Regions from separate parts of the Gossypium hirsutum genome. Here region 1 is linked to region 2. Evidence: chromatin contacts called from public Hi-C data. All regions are on one chromosome and are shown on one strand. The core of a region is the stretch at or near the end of the contact, and the rest is flanking DNA. Distances in the headings are between cores, read along the strand shown. Region 1 overlaps LOC107889516 (bZIP transcription factor TGA10). Region 2 holds the start of LOC107889518 (polygalacturonase inhibitor).

Evidence for each region. Hi-C and Micro-C count contacts between places; a contact is called where the count stands out from the background.
Region 1: a contact with region 2 is called in a Hi-C map of leaf, with 2.1 times the contacts expected there. The contact joins the enhancer-like site here to the promoter of LOC107889518 in region 2. A contact is called at or near these places in 18 of 34 Hi-C or Micro-C datasets (anther, callus, cotyledon and 5 more).

Annotation. Positions count from the first base shown.
Region 1 is chrA09:71,230,942-71,236,427 of Gossypium_hirsutum_v2.1, reverse strand. LOC107889516 (bZIP transcription factor TGA10) reads left to right here. Exons shown (of 11, transcript XM_016813962.2): 1 at 1-158; 2 at 320-420; 3 at 980-1,059; 4 at 1,178-1,306; 5 at 1,466-1,534; 6 at 1,616-1,675; 7 at 1,770-1,847; 8 at 1,937-2,012; 9 at 2,115-2,386; 10 at 2,690-2,929; 11 at 4,551-4,904. The coding sequence ends at 4,703. Among protein-coding and RNA genes, the nearest start is that of LOC107889516, 3.0 kb to the left of the region's middle. Within about 2 kb of position 3,632, at least 1 of the 9 cell types and tissues checked has an H3K27ac peak or open chromatin away from gene starts, as enhancers often do. A contact at or near this core is called in leaf, where this site is marked.
Region 2 is chrA09:71,190,371-71,195,972 of Gossypium_hirsutum_v2.1, reverse strand. LOC107889518 (polygalacturonase inhibitor) reads left to right here and starts at 1,965. Exons shown (of 1, transcript NM_001326764.2): 1 at 1,965-3,460. The coding sequence starts at 2,239. The coding sequence ends at 3,231.

The DNA.
Region 1 (5,486 bases), core at 2,383-4,882, 39 kb before region 2:
ATCCAGCTACAACACCACCAACAAAATAATCATCATCAGCAGCAGCAACAACAACATCATCAGCATCAAATTCAGGAGCATAATCAACCTCATCTAAACCAGATTCCTTATGCTATGATGCAATCGTCCTCATCATCTTCCATCCCGGGGAACTTCATGTAAATTTCTTTTACAGTGCAAAAACTATACAAACCCAAACTCACAACCAACTCAACCTTTATTTTTTTTCTTTTTCATTCATTTTCTTGATGGAGATGTTAAGTTTTTGAAAATTTCATTCCTGTTTCTTGAATCTTGTGTTCTTTTTGGGGGTGAGCAGCAGCAATAAAGATAGTGGAGCATATGATTTGGGTGAATTAGATCAAGCCCTTTTTCTGTATCTTGATGGTCAAGACACTTCAACTGTTCAAGACCAAAGAAGTGAGTCTTCTCCCAAGTTTTCTCTTTCACCCCCTCTGTTTGTTTAGTTCAAAAAATATAGGAGTTTTCTTTTCCTTCCTCTTTCGTAATCTTCTTTCTTTTCTGTTAAGAAGATTCTTTTGGAACAGGCCTGTTTTGGTCACAGGAAAAGCATGTTTAGCTATTCAACAGATTTAATCTGCCAGTACTTTCTTTGACCAGATCATTTCAGAAGAAAGAAAGATATTTTCAACTTCTTATTTTATTTTCTAACATGATATGAGTGTCTGAATTGGACACCAGTAACAAACAACTCTGTGATAATGAATCCCTTGAAAAAGTCCTTACACGTTGTACTGAAAAGTGTATATGTGGGGATATGGTTTTTTTAGGGGTGTGTTTCTTTTCTTATTTTATTTTATTTTATTTCTGTTTTTGATGGAATAAAGCTACAAATAATGCTTGAGGATCCCTATGTTTTGTTTAATATATTCATACTTGTGTTGCTGGTTTGTCTGCCTTCCCTTTCTTCGAAACTTTCCTGTTGAGAGTTAATGGTTACCAGAATTTATATACGCAGATAACTCTGGAATGAGGCCTCCGACTTTGAACATTTTCCCTTCTCAGCCTATGCACGTTGAGCCGCCATCGTCAAACAAGGTGAAACATATTATTTATTCATATTGAGGATTTAGAGTTATGCTGGTGCAAGTATTTTAAAATAATAATTTTCTATGTCTGGGTGTGTTATTTTATGTATATATTCTGTATTTGGTAGACAAATACAGGATTGGTTTCACCAGCAACTAGTGGTTCAAAAAGACCATCAGAGTCGTCCATGGAGTTGGCCAACGCCAGAAATGATACTTTATCTTCTGCACCCCATCTACCTGTTAAAGCTGTCAAGGTATCATAGGCTAACTCTGAATATAAAAAACCAAATTATTATATATATATATTTTTATATTTAAATCAGGAAACAGAAACATGATGCATTCATCATCTTAACGAGAAAAAAAAGAAAGAGATTCCCATGTTTTGAAAAATGCAAGTTTTAATTTGGCAGCGTGAGGGGAATCGCAAAGGGCCAACATCAAGTTCAGAGCAAGAAGGACCCAAAACACCAGACCCTAAGGTGAATTCCTTCACTATATATATATTCCCACCTTTGAAGGACTTTTTTTTTTTGTAATTTGTTTGGACAATTTCCGAGTAGACATTGAGGAGACTTGCTCAGAATAGAGAAGCAGCAAGGAAAAGCAGGCTAAGAAAAAAGGTCAGCCCATAAAAGAAAAAAAATTGATCATTTTTCTCTCTTTTAAACAAGTTTTGACGATGGGGTTGACGTTGGGGTTCTTGTATTTTCACAGGCTTATGTTCAGCAATTAGAATCAAGTAGGATCAGGCTAACCCAACTGGAACAAGAACTTCAAAGAGCAAGAACTCAAGTGAGACATCTCCCTTATACCTTTTATGCATATGGTTTGTCCCTATTTATATTTGAGTATAAGTTTGAAGATCTTGTTTTACTGTTTAGGGCATGTTTTTCGGTGGTGGCAATATCCTAGGAGGAGACCAAGGTCTTCCTGTTGGTATTAACAACATAAGCCCAGGTTTCTATACTAAAAATAAAATGCTCTCTCTCTCTCTCTTGCTTCTTTTTGAGTTTTTAATGGCTATATATATATATATCAACTGAAATTTATATGGTTCAGATGCTGCCTTGTTTGACATGGAGTATACAAGATGGCTAGAAGAGCATCATCGACTAATGTGCGAGCTTAGGGCCGCAGTTCAAGAGCATCTACCGGAGAACGAGCTTCGTATCTTCGTGGACAACTGTTTAGCACACTTGGACCAAGTGATGAACCTCAAAAGCATGGTGGCTAAAACGGATGTCTTTCACCTTGTTTCTGGCATGTGGAAGACTCCCGCTGAACGATGTTTCATGTGGATGGGCGGTTTTCGCCCATCTGACCTCATCAAGGTACCTTAACACACTAAATTCTAATCACTACCATACATCTATTGTAAAAACTCTAAGAATAATCCCACTAATTATATTCATTTTCCTCTATATTTCACCTATTTTGTTTTCCTCTCCCTCTCTATAAAGTCTTTCCCCGTTGTATATTTCCCTGGACATTCAAAAAATGTGGGATATTAGTGAAAAAGTAGGATATTTTGAGACAAAGCAGGAGGCAAGTGGTGCTTTTAATTGCATGAATGCAAAACCTAGAAAATCCCTATTATTACTCGTGTTTTTTAATTATTATTATTTTATTTTCAGGTGATACTGAATCAGATAGAGCCACTGACGGAGCAGCAGATAATGGGGATATGTGCCTTGCAGCAGTCGACACAGGAAGCTGAAGAAGCTCTAACACAAGGCTTGGAAGCTCTGAACCAATCTGTTTCTGATATTATAACATCTGATTCACTGAGCTGCCCTCCTAACATGGCTAACTACATGGGCCAAATGGCTGTCGCCATCAACAAGCTCTCCACCATTGAAGGTTTTGTTAGACAGGTATGCACTCCATCTTGTATACTCCTACTACTATGATATTATTATGGTTTGATTTTCTCTGTGCTTGTGGACCCCCCAAGCCTCATCAATGATGATGAATTCAGGATCATCAAGATATGTGTGGGAAAAAATTCTGGTTAAACCTAACCCCTCCCCCCTCATGCTTTCCATGAAATTACTCCATCCGTGTCTCCTCATGCTGATGTGGTGGTTCCATTAACAAAGCTATTATCCACATAAGATGACTGGATCCTTTCATGCATTTCTATGAAAGTGACATCTGCATGTAGTACGTAGTCTTTTGGGTTTTAAACTTCGCATGCCATCTAAGGACCATCTAAAAAGAACTCAGCTTGTCTGATTTAGGAGGTTTCCCTATCCAAGTATCTGCAACAGACTAGTATATGTTTATAGCATGCCGTTCAAGACTTAAATCACTTGCAGTAGAAGAATCAAACTCTATTTCATTTACCTAGGAATTGTAACAATGGGTGTGCCTAAAGCAAGCATGGCAATTTGTCGACAATAATGAACTTGTCACCTGATGGGCAGTATAAATATGAAAAAGCTATAACCAAGTCAAAAGAATATTTGCATTTTCACGTGCTTTCTCTTTCCTCTGGTAAGTAATGTATATAGATATCGACATCAAAGCTCAAACGAGATCCCTCGTGCCCGTATGTTGATGTCATAGTCATAACCGTTTGACTTAAAGACATCACATCCTTTTTGACTATTCTTTCAATTTTAGGCCGACTCTACTCTCCCACATCCCCCACATCCGTCCATCCTTTGCTCACAGTGAACTTAGAGTTATGGTAATTCTGGGATTAGGGCATTTCTAGTTCAACATTTTGAAGATTTAGGATAGGTGGGGTCGTAGGCCCTTTGAAATTATTGGTCCATCACTAGGAAAAGAAAACGAATCCTAAACAATTTAGGACCCTTTAAAGTCAATTGTGTAAGCAAGATGTTCACCTAGAGGACAACATGTTCATTAAAAGCCTAGTTAATTGACCACATTTTTATATTCCTAAGCTGACTTATGGCTACCCTTAAATTTTCAGGTCTCTCTAGGTAAGTAGTTACCATCATTACGTTTCTTTGAACCAAGGGTAGAAATTAAAATGAAATTAAACAAGTATTAAGTGAAGGTTTCAAATATGATCACCATGGAATTATCTTTTACATATATGTCAAAACCCTTCTAGACAAGGTAAGTAGAAACCATACCCCACAAGTAAATTTGAACTCAGAAAATGAAAATACCCTAAATTATTCCTTTTTTTCAACCTCTCTATCCCTTAATTTCCCATTTTGACAATCAAAACACCCATATGGTGCCATAAAGTCAGGGGTTGATAGCCAATGTGAAGTTTAAGTAAGCAAATTTATCTTCAATTCTACCCTCAAAGTCAAGTTAATACATGTTTAGTCTTAATGTTACCTTTCAAGTTATTGACTATGTAACATGTAATTTTTTTTCTTTACAATTTACAATTATATGAAAACTTTATAAAATTCAACTTTTTCCATTGATACATATAATACCTAAAATTTTTCCTAGCATATATATTTCCGATAATTTGCTTTTTAAAAAAATGTTTAAAAAAACTTACAGGCGGATAATCTGAGGCATCAAGCCATACTCCGATTACATCAAATCCTGACGATTCGTCAAGCTGCAAGATGTTTGTTGGCGATCGCCGAGTACTTCCATCGCCTAAGAGCTCTGAGCTCCCTTTGGTTGGCTCGACCTCGAGAAGACCAATAAAACCCTAGCTCTTTTAATTAAAATTATTATTGTCGTCTTTGATATTTTCCCCTTTCTACATAGAGAGATGTATAGATAGACTAATAGTTAAGAATAGATTCAAATTTAAATTAAAGAATTAGAAATCTCTTTCATATTATACTGATTTTTCTTGACAAGAATTTCCGGAAAAGGAAAAATAAAACAATGATTTTGCAGCCATTTCTGACTTATTAGAAAGAGATGGAACAGGTTAAGAAGAAGAAAAGGGCATTGAGAATAGAGAAAAAAAAGTTGGTGTTTTCTGATGTATTTTGTGCTGTATTTTTGCGTTTATTATGACAAACACTAAATTAACTTGTTTTAAGAGGAAAAACGAGATGCCGAGTGTTGAATCATACAAATTTAACTTTCATCTTAATATTTTTATAAAATTTATGTAATTAAAATAATTAAGACGAAAAAGTTAAAAAAATTGACCTTGGAAATATCAAAGTCACATTTTTACCGAGACAGGGAATAAATGTCATACATCCTTTGGATAATAATTTTGCAATGCATGTAAAAACCTTCTGCCCCCTCCACCGTGTCTCTCTTTATGCCCTACCAGTAAAATTTCCACACGTGGCTAAACTTAATTTAAATTAATGTTTTTTACTTGAACGTCTTGACGGCAAAACTCGATAACTTGTCCCTAAACATAGAAAAGAAAAATAAATGCATTATAAAGAGAAGAAGAGGTGACTTTGAAACATTAATCAATTAAAATTTCCATTTCAATTAATCACTTGGTAGCAGCGGCGG
Region 2 (5,602 bases), core at 716-3,215:
TAGTTTTTAAATATTACACAAATTTAGAAATATATAAGAACATAAATTATAATATTAATTTGAAAAAAAAAAGAAAAGGTAAAGCAACATGCACAATTATAATAATAGTTCATGATAAATAGGAAATATATTTAAACTAAATTAATAAATAAATTTAATAATAATTATTAAAAAATAATTGTTGAAATTTGACTTTCTTCTTAAAACAAACCCATGAAATATTTTTTTACCTGCACCAAACAAATAACATATAGATAAAAAAATTACTTTAAAAGTACTACTTGCTTCACACAATATAAACTTATAATTTTTTTTAAAAATAATACCATAATATTATAGTACCTAATTATCAATTAAAATAATCTTCGATCACTCTCCGATGTCGTTATTGTTCGAATATGATTTATTATTGCCTCTTGAAAGAACCATTCCTTTAATTCTCCATTTTTTTTTTATAATTTTAACTTATTAATGTTGAAAATGTCCCTTTTTTTTATCTGTATTCTTCTTAGATTCTACTTGATTGAATATGTCTAATTATTGAATGCTACTTAAAAAGCTAACCTTAAATTTTAATTAGTATATAACTCTAATATTAATTAAGTGATAATTAAGATGCTTAGAGTTTTATTCAAATAATAACTCTGTTTGACATTAATAAAATTAAAAAAATTTAAAAATACAATAAACACTTTTTTTAGGTCAATTTTTTAACTAATAATTGTAAATTAAATTATAATTATAGTTATCACAAATTTTTTCTATATCTTATACTTAGAGTTCTATTCAAATAATAACTTTATTTTAAGATTAGCACAACTATTTTAATTAATAATTCTAAATTAAATTAAAAATATTTTTAAAATTAATTTAGTAATATGATGAAAAGAAAGAGTATTCGGTAAAAGAACCATGGAGGCTCTTGTATTAGGAGTCAAATTGTATTTGCCCCATCTACTCAAAAAAATGGACAAACTAGTCCATGTACATTAGATTAAAGAGAAGATCGATCTTTTATATTAAAAATTTCATCTATTTATACTATTAAAAATTGACATGGTTGACGGAATAACTAGATAATAACATGTGACACGCCACATCTACCTCATACTGACATATAAGGATCAATTTCATCCATTCATAAATTGATAATTCTTTTAACAAGAAGACCGATTTATTTTTTGATTTAATATGTAAAGATGTTTCTGTAATACAATTATTGTCCTCTATGATAATTTTATGAGCATATTCTTATTAATTCAATTTTTTTTCCCAATTCGTATGGACTATAGATCAATTGTATGTTATACGACAATAATTCAATAAAATAAATATATATTTATTAAAGTATTATAAAATTAAAATAAATTATATAATTTCAAAATATAAAAGCACGTAAAGCAAATCAGCGCGTGGCGTTAGAAAAACTAGTGGGTAGATAAATCATAGAGTGAGGAAGGTTTTATGCGGTGAAGCGTGGTAACGGGGGCGCAGAGGATCTGACATAAATAAGTCATGTGCCACAGGTTTTCAATTTCCTCACGAAACTCCTTTTTCTTTATGACAAACTTTTTGTGGGGCAAATTGATAATACTCCAAATTAGATATAGACAAATAAATAATTCATGATATGGATTACACATTATAAATAAATTATTTTTTAATAATCAAACTCATGTTAACTGGTTAAGTGAAATAATAGATTCAAAGAGATAATCATAAATAGTAAACTGACCTGCATAGTATTAAATAAAATAAATATTAATAATGAATCCAGCTATTACCGAGTCATAAGAAAGAAGCCATCTTTGTTGACCCATGACTCGTGATTGGATCTGCTTCTGTTTCTCACCCTTGCAAAGCGGCTGTGTTCGTGCATATTTGAAGTCAACCATTCATTCACAAGTAGATTTCAATTAAAATTTTAAAGAAATCAGTCATTCAACTTCTGATGCTTAAAGTTTCCAAAATATCTCTATCCGCTGATTGAAACCATATTTCGGCACAAACACAATTATCCAGTCATAAAATAAAACATAGATAATTGGTTTTGAGAAAACAAGTCACTTTCCAACATTGAACCCCAAAAAACACATCATCTTCTGACCATCTTTCAAATGGTTTAATCCAGTACATAATAATGGGGTAAGCGAGATTAATTTATTAATCAACTTTGACTCTACCTCACTCTATAAATTTTGAGTTTTAACAAGCAACATCCAATCCAACAATTAAAACATGAAGATATATCCAGCTTTCCTCAGTTTCCTCTTCATATCCATCTTCATTTCACCTTCTGTCTCAGACCACTGCAACGCTCAAGACAAGAAGGTTCTTCTCAAGATCAAAAAGGCCTTAGGCAACCCTTACCTCTTGGCCTCATGGGACCCCAACACTGATTGCTGTGATTGGTACTGTCTTGAATGCCATCCCAATACCCACCGTGTCGTTTCCCTCACCCTGTTCTCCGATGATCGTCTCACCGGCCAAATCCCCCCTGAAGTTGGCGACCTTCCGTACCTTGAAACCCTTCTTTTCAGACACCTCCCTAACCTCAATGGAACCATACAACCCGCCATTGCCAAGCTCAAGAACCTCAAGACGCTTCGCTTGAGCTGGACCAATCTTTCCGGTCCAGTCCCTAATTTTCTTAGCCAACTTAAGAACTTGACTTACTTGGACCTTTCATTTAATAACCTCTCGGGATCTATTCCAAGCTCCCTTTCAACACTCCCAAATCTCGAGGCTTTGCATTTGGATAGAAACAAGTTAACTGGTACCATACCAGAATCTTTTGGTATGTTTCCTAGCAAAAACCTGTATTTGTTCATCTTGTCTCACAATAAACTTTCTGGTACAATCCCTGCCTCTTTAGCCAACATGGACTTTAACACCATTGACCTGTCGAGGAACTTGCTTGAAGGTGATCCTTCAGTGTTGTTTGGCCCGAAAAAAACGACATTCGAAATCGATCTTTCTAGGAACATGTTCCAATTCGATCTATCTAAAGTGCAGTTTCCCAAGAGTTTGGCAAGGCTGGATCTGAATCATAACAAGATTACGGGAAGTATTCCTGCAGGGTTGACGGATCTGGAGTTGCAGTTCATGAATGTAAGTTACAATAGGTTGTGCGGACAAATCCCGGTGGGAGGGCGGTTGCAGAGTTTCGATTACTCCACGTATTTTCACAACCGCTGCTTGTGCGGTGCTCCGCTCGACACCTGCAAGTAAAGGTGCGCTGCCGACATTATTAAGTTAGGGCTTTCATCATGCATCAAAGTGCAGGTTGGAGAGTTGTAATAAGCACGCACATGTTTTTATTTTGACTAAGCTATTCAGGGAAAATATCTTTTTATCAGCAATTTGAGAATAAACGACATTGTATTTCACCCAAGAATTAGTGAACTTTACAAACACCTAAAGAGGAAATAAATTTCTGAGGGAGAGTCTATTTTTATCAGCTTATTGGTAACCCATCTCACTTATGAACCAACACAGAGTGCTTTGGCAGCATATAACCCGCATCTCCCTGGAACACATAATTGGAATTGAAGAGGAGATTAAATAACGAGAAGCTACTCTAACCAGATCATTACAAAGATAGCATTTAGCATTAGAAGAGATGATTTCAAGGTAGCATTGTAGACTTTCTATAAAAAAAAATCTAAAGCCCAATAATGGTAAATATATAGGCGTTCAATTCTATCTTGTGAGCTTATTTACAATATGTGGGAGTTCACATGGACAGGACAATTGCATCAGCTAAGTTGTCTGCAATTTGGAAATTTAAATACAAGAGATATTGATTGTTGAATAGAAGACTAAAACATTGAAACTAAATTTTCAATGAAGCCATTGATATTTATATGTTAATAGACTTGAGTGTGATAAAATGTGTCATAATTGCTAGGGTCAAGACACCAGTAGACATGCTCAACTTTGAAATAATACTACTCTCCACATATCTCATACATTCAAACACTATAATAGGCTTGATTTCAGCAAATTCATTGGAAGGAACTTTAACAATTTATTATAAAAATATTACTTCTAAAAACTAGTTAGAAAAATATGGCATGTTATAGATTATTTAGAAAAAAATTACAATTTTCTCTCACATTATTTTTTTTAATTACCTCTTTACATGACGGTTTTACAATAATATATATTTTTTTGTGTGACGGAAACATGTTAAATTTAGGTGAAACTTTCATGTCATTTGACAGTTTCACAATAAAATATATATTTTTGTGATAGTAAGACCCATATTGAAAACGGGTGAAACCTCCATGTCAGGTGGTAGATTCACCTGGTTCCAATATATGTCATTTGTAATACAATATATATATATATATATTTCTTTTATTAATTTCAAGATATAAAAAAGACAATTTCACTTGGCTTTGACACGTCGTTTCTTAATTCTTGTATAGAAAATATTTTTTAAAATTTTAAAAGGATCCCTTTACATGGCGATTTCAAGATATAAAAAAGGAAATTTCACCTGACTTCTAAATGTTTCTTTTATGATATAAAAAATAATTTTTTCTATTTTAGAAGTGCCACTTACATGGAGATTTCAATATTTAAAAAAAAAATTTGTTTCTAAAAGTGCGCCCTTAAACAATGGTTTCAAAATAACAATTTTTTTCTATAATAACCGATTTAGGGCGCGGTTTCAAACCTTTACCCTACAGTCAATTGAAGTATCCATTGAACAAAAAATTTCAATTTTTTTTTTAAATTATCTAGTCTACTCCTTTTAAGTCTATAAAAACCCTAGTCCTTGACAACATCTCGCCACATGGCGCTTTAATAAATTATTTTTTTCTAAAATAGCCATGTCAAGTTGTAGTTTTAGACTATGGGATTCCAAAATTGGGAATAAAATTATCAAAACACCCTAATGCAGTCTATATAACTGCCTCTTCTATTTCTCCAAGTTCTTTTCTTTAAACTACTCTCTATTTTGTTAAAGTAAGTTTTCTTTTCTTAGTTGCCTTTTTTAAAAATTATTTTTTAATTTGGTTAATTTGCCGTGTTGGAATTGATAATGTTATTTGTGTGCAGTTATATTGTTCTATTATTTTTCTACACATGCAAGTTGGTTTAAGAAGATAGAGTGTAAATTTAATATTGTGGTTCATTAAAACGGATAAGTTCATTATACTAAAAATAATGTTGTATTTGATTTGAGACAGTCGTTAAATATGATGTTCAATAAGAACATGAAAATAAAAGAATTGAAAGCAAGAATTAGTAGAAAAATCATCGCTCATTGTGAGAAGGTAGTGTCCACTCTATTTTATAGACTTATGGCATCTTCAAACCTAGTCATTTATGCTCTAATTGAAATTAGTTGAAGATGATGATGTTGAAGTGATGATCACAACACATTCCTTATCTGAGAATAATGTAGCGAAGCTTTATGCACAGTTGGGGTGATGTTGAGTAGGGGAACGTGTTACCTAATGTTCCATCTTCATCCAATCCTGTGCAGAAATGTTTTGAGCACCATATCCTCAATGTGATCCTTTTAATAAATATCGGTATATCTCACTTGTTGGAGGACGATCTTCTATATACGGGTCAAGTTTTGATT